Linked DNA regions of Zea mays: region 1 is linked to region 2. The links are chromatin contacts, called in public Hi-C maps. All regions are on one chromosome and are shown on one strand. The core of a region is the stretch at or near the end of the contact, and the rest is flanking DNA. Distances in the headings are between cores, read along the strand shown. Region 1 holds the start of LOC100274848. Region 2 has its middle 48 kb from the start of LOC103636172.

What was found. Hi-C and Micro-C count contacts between places; a contact is called where the count stands out from the background.
Region 1: a contact with region 2 is called in a Hi-C map of ear, with 3 times the contacts expected there. The contact joins the promoter of LOC100274848 here to the enhancer-like site in region 2. A contact is called at or near these places in 5 of 25 Hi-C or Micro-C datasets (ear, endosperm, leaf and 2 more).

What each region holds. Positions count from the first base shown.
Region 1 is chr8:154,705,817-154,708,940 of Zm-B73-REFERENCE-NAM-5.0, reverse strand. It overlaps LOC100274848, which reads left to right and starts at 1,692. Exons shown (of 1, transcript NM_001374279.1): 1 at 1,692-2,506. The coding sequence starts at 1,764. The coding sequence ends at 2,267.
Region 2 is chr8:154,610,294-154,613,435 of Zm-B73-REFERENCE-NAM-5.0, reverse strand. No RefSeq gene overlaps it. Among protein-coding and RNA genes, the nearest start is that of LOC103636172, 48 kb to the left of the region's middle. Within about 2 kb of position 1,750, at least 12 of the 20 cell types and tissues checked have an H3K27ac peak or open chromatin away from gene starts, as enhancers often do. A contact at or near this core is called in ear and root tip, where this site is marked.

The DNA of each region.
Region 1 (3,124 bases), core at 443-2,942, 96 kb before region 2:
CTTAAATGCATATATAGAAACACAAGTGAGGAATTCATTGTTACTCACGGCGAGGTTCGCTCGAGTGTGGTCGAAGATGAGTTTGAGGTGTCATTAAGTTCATAGATGATGTAGTGTGGGCTGATGAGGGTGGTGACCATCTGTCATGGTCATTGTCCCCCGAACCGCCTCCAACATTCTTCATGTGATCCATTTCTGATATAGGTAGGAATACACTAAGTGTTGATTGATACACCCCTGACTCTTGCTAATCAATCAACTAAACCTTGTGGGGTTTGGTCTTGAGTTAGGTCCTCAGATCTCACTATCACACATACCGTGCGAACAATAAGAGAGAGTATATTGTAAGAAACATAGACACTAGAGGAAACTTGAAGAAAAGCAAACAAAGTGATGAATAAAGGAGTGATGGATTGCTTCATGTGTTACTAACAATATCGAGGAGGGAGGTAATGTTGATGAGATGGTGTCAAGATGAGGGGAACTACATAACTACAAGAGGAAATGAGAGAACTCGGATCAAAATAGTGGCGGAATTGGCCTCGTGAACGGCAACAAGATTTGTGATACTGACCTCGACACCACGTTAGGGTTACAATGACGTCCTTGTGACGTAATATCTCGATATTATAACCTGTAACATTGAGCCATGCAATCTTGACGTGATAGGTCATAATACCGATCCTCAAAGTACAAATACAATAATAGTTAAAACAATGTAAACTTAATATTTTGAAGGAAAAAAAATAAAAAAAATCAGACGAGCCCACTACTCTTCGAGCTAGGAGTGGTAATAGATCATAATTTAAATGCTTTTTCACAAAATAGTAGAGTACTAAATAAATTCTAGTTTAAAAAATAAATAGAAATATAACTTGATTTTAACCTTACCTAATCATTAAATTTTATAGCGTAAAATTTAAAGCCAATGTCACGCCCTGTTCTCAGCTTATCCCCGGCGGCGCACGCGCGCACTACTCCCGGTCGTGTGCACGCACAACTCCGAAGTCCGAACCAGGCTTCATGCACGTAGCCAAAGTGGGGCGACGTGCAGGCAATTGCCTCGGTAAACGCGAGCCGCCCTGTACTTTCCGCCGACTGGCCCCATGCACGCCTTCCACTGATCGCCATCATCATCATTGCACAGATGGTTTAAGCGAAAACAGAACCGATTGCAGTACTAGTATTGTATAAAAACACAGCGCCGAACGCTGTTGCCGCAACACCCTTCCCAAAGGAATTCAGGAGTGTTCGTCTGCTGGGTGTTTGTGGTAGGGCCAAGTTCAAGCGGAAAGCCTCATGACAGGGAGCATGTTTGCCGGAAGCATCCTCCTGACACAACTTTTACCGGCCGGTTCGTCCAAAAGCGGGTCGCCGGACCTCAACCTCAGCGTTCGTGTTCCGATCGAAAATGGCGAATGCTTCTTTTACTATCTGCAAGTCAAATCATCATTCGTTCGAGACTAGCAGTCTAGCGCTAGCTCTATTTATAAGGGGATTAAGGGTGCTGTTAGCTTCGCATTACACAGATCCTCTGCACTCCACCCACACAAATCCAAGGCCCTAGTCTCCTACACGCTGATAGACAGGCAAACCACCTATCCTCTCCCCTCCCCGCAATGATTTCTTCCCCTTCCTAGCCGATACTTTACACTCACACCCTGTATTCTTTTTTTTATAAAAAAATTTCTTTTCCTTGTAGAAGCTAGAACACACAGTCCTAAGCTTCTGTAGAGACACAGCCGAACAGAGCAGCAGCAGAAATGGAGCTCGCCGTGGCGCAGGTGCAGCCGCGGTACATCGTCTTGGACCTCTCCGGCGGGGGCCTCCGACGACGCCTCGGTCCACCACCCCCGGCAGCCGGCGTTCCGCCTGACGCCCCGGCCATGGCGGCCCTGGAGGCGCATCACCGGACACGGCGATCTGGCGCCGAAGACGACCTCGCAACGAGCCGGCCAATGATCCAGTCAGGCGCGGTGATGGCCCGGAGCGTTCATGCGGAAACCACCGGCGCTGACGCAGACGCCGTGTCTGGCGCAGGCACGTCTGGTTCGGAGGCGGCAGAGGAGGAGTCCGGAGACGAGGCGGATAGCTTCGACGCGTCCTTCTGCCAAGAGGGCTTTGCGAGAAAGATCGAGGCGCTGGCTGAGCTGGTAGGTATGGACGGCGCCTGCGAACCTGTGGCTGTGCTGAGCGAAGTTGTTAGGGTGCTCCGGTCGATCGATACACACAGACACAGTGAGTACATCCCGTGTGCGAGCGACTAGGGGCCATCTGATGTAATCTTTGTTTTGTAATTTTGCTTTCCGAGACGGAGTGCGCGCGCTAAAGCTGCATAATGTTTTCCGTTTCTTAGTTTTTACTGAAGAGTAAGCATCGTTCCCTCCCCGTCAAATAAAGACACGGGAAAACACTGAGGGCCTGTTTGACACTAAGATTTATTTACAGTCCCAATTAGGAGTGGTAATGGATCGCGATCTAAATATTTCTTCACAATTTGTTAGGATCTTATATGGCTCGATCCTAATTCGATCTTATCCTTACATTGTATAATGTAAAATTTAGAGTCTATTGTCACCTCTAGTTCCAATACGGTACAATGATATTTGAGAATATTGTAGTATTGTTTTGTTGAACTTTATAAAAGACATTTTTAAGTACATCAATATAGCCAATCAAGGGCGTAACTCGATCCTATCTGGTTGTGGCACCCGACCACAATCATATTTATTAGGGCAGAGCATCGACACGAAAACCAACACATTATGCCCCACAAACCTAATCGCTACATTCCCTTGGTCCCGGTCACCTTTAGTGCCCTCAGTGACCGGATTCATCCTTCCTATAGCGTCGATTGAGCCCAATGCATCCCCTATACCGGCCAAACGATGCCCTACCACCTAAACCTAATGTGCAGGGTGATCAAAGATGATAAGATGACGACGCTCCTACACCGACCCAACGACTAATGTCTCTCTCAACCTTGGCCCTGAAGGTATGATTCCTAGAACCTCCTTTCTCCTACCAAAGAGTACATCTAGTTAAAACACCTCTATTATCGAGTTTTGGATGGACATAAGGGGACCCAATTAGATCCTAATTAAGAACCTAGAAACCTATCAAT
Region 2 (3,142 bases), core at 501-3,000:
TGGCTTTAGACGAATTTGACAGCGATCCGGCGGCCTTGCCTTCGTCACGTAGCGCTGAGGTCACTACGCGCACGTTAGCGCGGTTGGAATTAAGCACCTAAACGTATTGTTAAGACGGTACGTTCAGAATAATCGTGTTACACGGCCAGCAGCTAGAGACGAAACGAGCGGCGGCGACGACGACGACCTGAGTCTCGGTGCGGTAGCTAGAGACGAAGGGCTAGCTTGTGGCACTGTAGGAAGTGGCGGAACGTGTGGCACGCTATGCTGTATATGTGTGTTTCCGAAGGTAACGATCACGGCTAAAAAAGCTCAAAGTATGTGGTGCGGTATATTTTAATATACGGATTAGGTTATTATTATCAACTGCATGTGCTATTTTTAGTGGCGATTTCTTAAAAAAACTATTATTACAAATCGTATTTCTAAAGACGGTTTCTTAAGAAAACCGCCTGTAGAACTCTACATACGGTTTTATTAATGAATCGCCTATATAAATCGATTTCTAGTGACAGTTTTCTTAAATTTTTCAAGTTTTTCAAACGACCTCGTATGATGTAATCACCAAAATAAAAGTTGTAGATCTTTAAAAGTTATGAAACTTTGTAGTTGATAACTTTTTATTTTAAATCATTTCGGCTATCAAAAATTACATCTAAATTTGATAAATTTAAAAATCAAATTTTGCAAACAATCTCACATGGAAAAAATGACAAAATGCAAGTTGTAGAACTTCAAAAGTTATTCAACATTGTAGTTGACAAATTTTTTATTTGAATTCATTTACGGTCTCAAACAAACAATTTACACTCTGTTGGTTGTAATATGAGGACAACAAAACTACAAATATATACAAAGTATGTTATAGGCAGAGCGGTATAGGAGAGTACACGCGAGAGTAGGGTAGGGGTTTGATTCCTAGCAACCGCGTAGCGCGGTAATGCCACGACTTTGACGGGACGGGTGGGTAGGCCGATGCCTCTCCTTAAATAAAATATTTTTTTGTTTTTTTAAATCTGTTTTATGTTTCTGAAAATAATTTGCATTGGCGATTCTCAGTTACTCACCTATAAAAATAGTAACTATAAAAATGATAATTTCTAATGTTCCTTAACACCGACGGTTATATAAAATACCAGTAAAAATAGGTTCACAACCAACAATATTCTTCGTCCCCTATCTATATATACTACTAGCTGCTGGCGCTTAGTCGTAACGATAAAGTGAACGAACGAACCACACACATATATAAATCTGCATGCAGATCGAACACTGCTGCTCCTCTAATGATCGAGTTCTGATCCCTAGTACTGCCACATGATGATCGATCAGATCGTGATCTTCGATCGCCCACGATGATACGATACACACTTGGTACCTGCACAGATTCCTGACCTGGCGCCATTATTCTCACATGCACACCGGCACGCAGCCTTGATCCGTTCGTGATCCGCCCGTGTGTGTGTGCGCGCGCGCTGGCTTTGCTTGCAATGCAAATGGCGGGCTGATGAGACCTGGAAATCCTCCAGGATTCTTGCTATCTAGCAGGTCGTCGCGACCTCGCCTCACAGCACTGATCCGGATCCGGCCCCTCGCTCCTCCTCGAAGGGCGTACGCGTCGCGCGACCTCGCGTTCGACTACCACTGCAGCTCCTGATCGCTTGCAGAGTCGTTCGTGCGTGCGTGCGTGCCTGCCTGCTGCACTAACACTCAGCAGCCAACCGCGGCGCGACATGTGTGCTGGGCTGCTCGCTCGCTCGCTCCGACACGGCGGCCCGCCCCGAATGGAGAAAGACCAAGTCGTCGCTCCGGCTCCGACACGTCGGAGGGAGTAAAGAAACCGCCGCGGCGCGGGCCACGGAGGCCGACTAGTTTATTTAACGTTGATACTGCCTACGTACGGTACGCCAGCCAGCCCCCCGCCGGGACAGGATGAACGACAACCCCGCTGGCATAAAGAAACCGTCGGAGCGGATCCGCTTCGGTACGTACAACTCAGAGGCGATCGATCTACACGGAGATCCGGCCAGCGTCGATCGGGGAGCGCCGAGGATGGATGGATCCCCGCGATCCCGTCACCGTTCCAGCAGCAGAAGCTTCGCTGGTTCGACCGCCCCGTATCGCGCGCGACAGAGCGCGCTGCTGCTGCTGCTCAGCTGGTAGTGGGTGGGTGCATCGGACACCGCGGATGGCCGTGTACGGGGACATGCGGCGTCGGCGTCAAGATCGCGAGCAACCACAGCGACGATCGATCTCACAAGCACCGAAGCACGCCACTCGCGGCGCCAGCCTGCTCTGGCCATCGCATTGGTTAGTTAGTCGCCGGGCGCCGGCTCTGGGGATCCTTGCTGATATTCGCTTCACGTGCGGCCGGGACCACGGCTGGGTATGCCGGCACGGGCACAGCGGGTGGCGACACGGCGAGACCTTCGATCGGCCGGCTGCGCTGCGCCCCCCGAGCGTGCGTGCTTTAGGCTAGCTGGCTCGCTCGGTGGTTGCGGCCTTGTGGTGCGCTGCCGCTGTCTGTCCGTCAGTGTCAGCTTATATTAACGACGGACCATCGCACCCGCACATATCGGCGGCGGAGCGGATGTGTGGCAGGTGGACTGCGTGACTGCTGGATCCGCAAACTATGCCTGTACTTCCACAATATACATATTTCACCTGCAGGTAACATCTGCTACCGAAAATCGTCCAGCGTCCGGACATTGGCCACCTCAACTATTCGCCTGCTAACATCTGCTGGTGATTCAGAAGTACTATATGCTGAACCTTCCATTGTTCTGTTCCTTCCACACCTATACCAATTGGAAAAACACATCTTCCCTTCTTCTTCCTACCTCCAGTGCAAGCCTGTTAGCTTCGGATCAAAGCCAGCTATTTTGACTGTTGTAACTACAAATCTACAATCTTCAGTGGTCTCCCTATCTTACTTCCTATATATATATATAGTTTATGTATTTAGAGCCCTGGACTTCCAATAGCTGAGCGTATGCCCTGACCCGATGTTGCCGACCGGTTCAGCCGCACCAGGTCCAAAATGTCTATAAAAGAAGCTTCAGATCGCTAGCCGCTAGGGTTCAGTTTTAGCGACGCCGGCAGTTACGCCCCCACCTCTGAGAGGCACGCGCGACGGCGGATC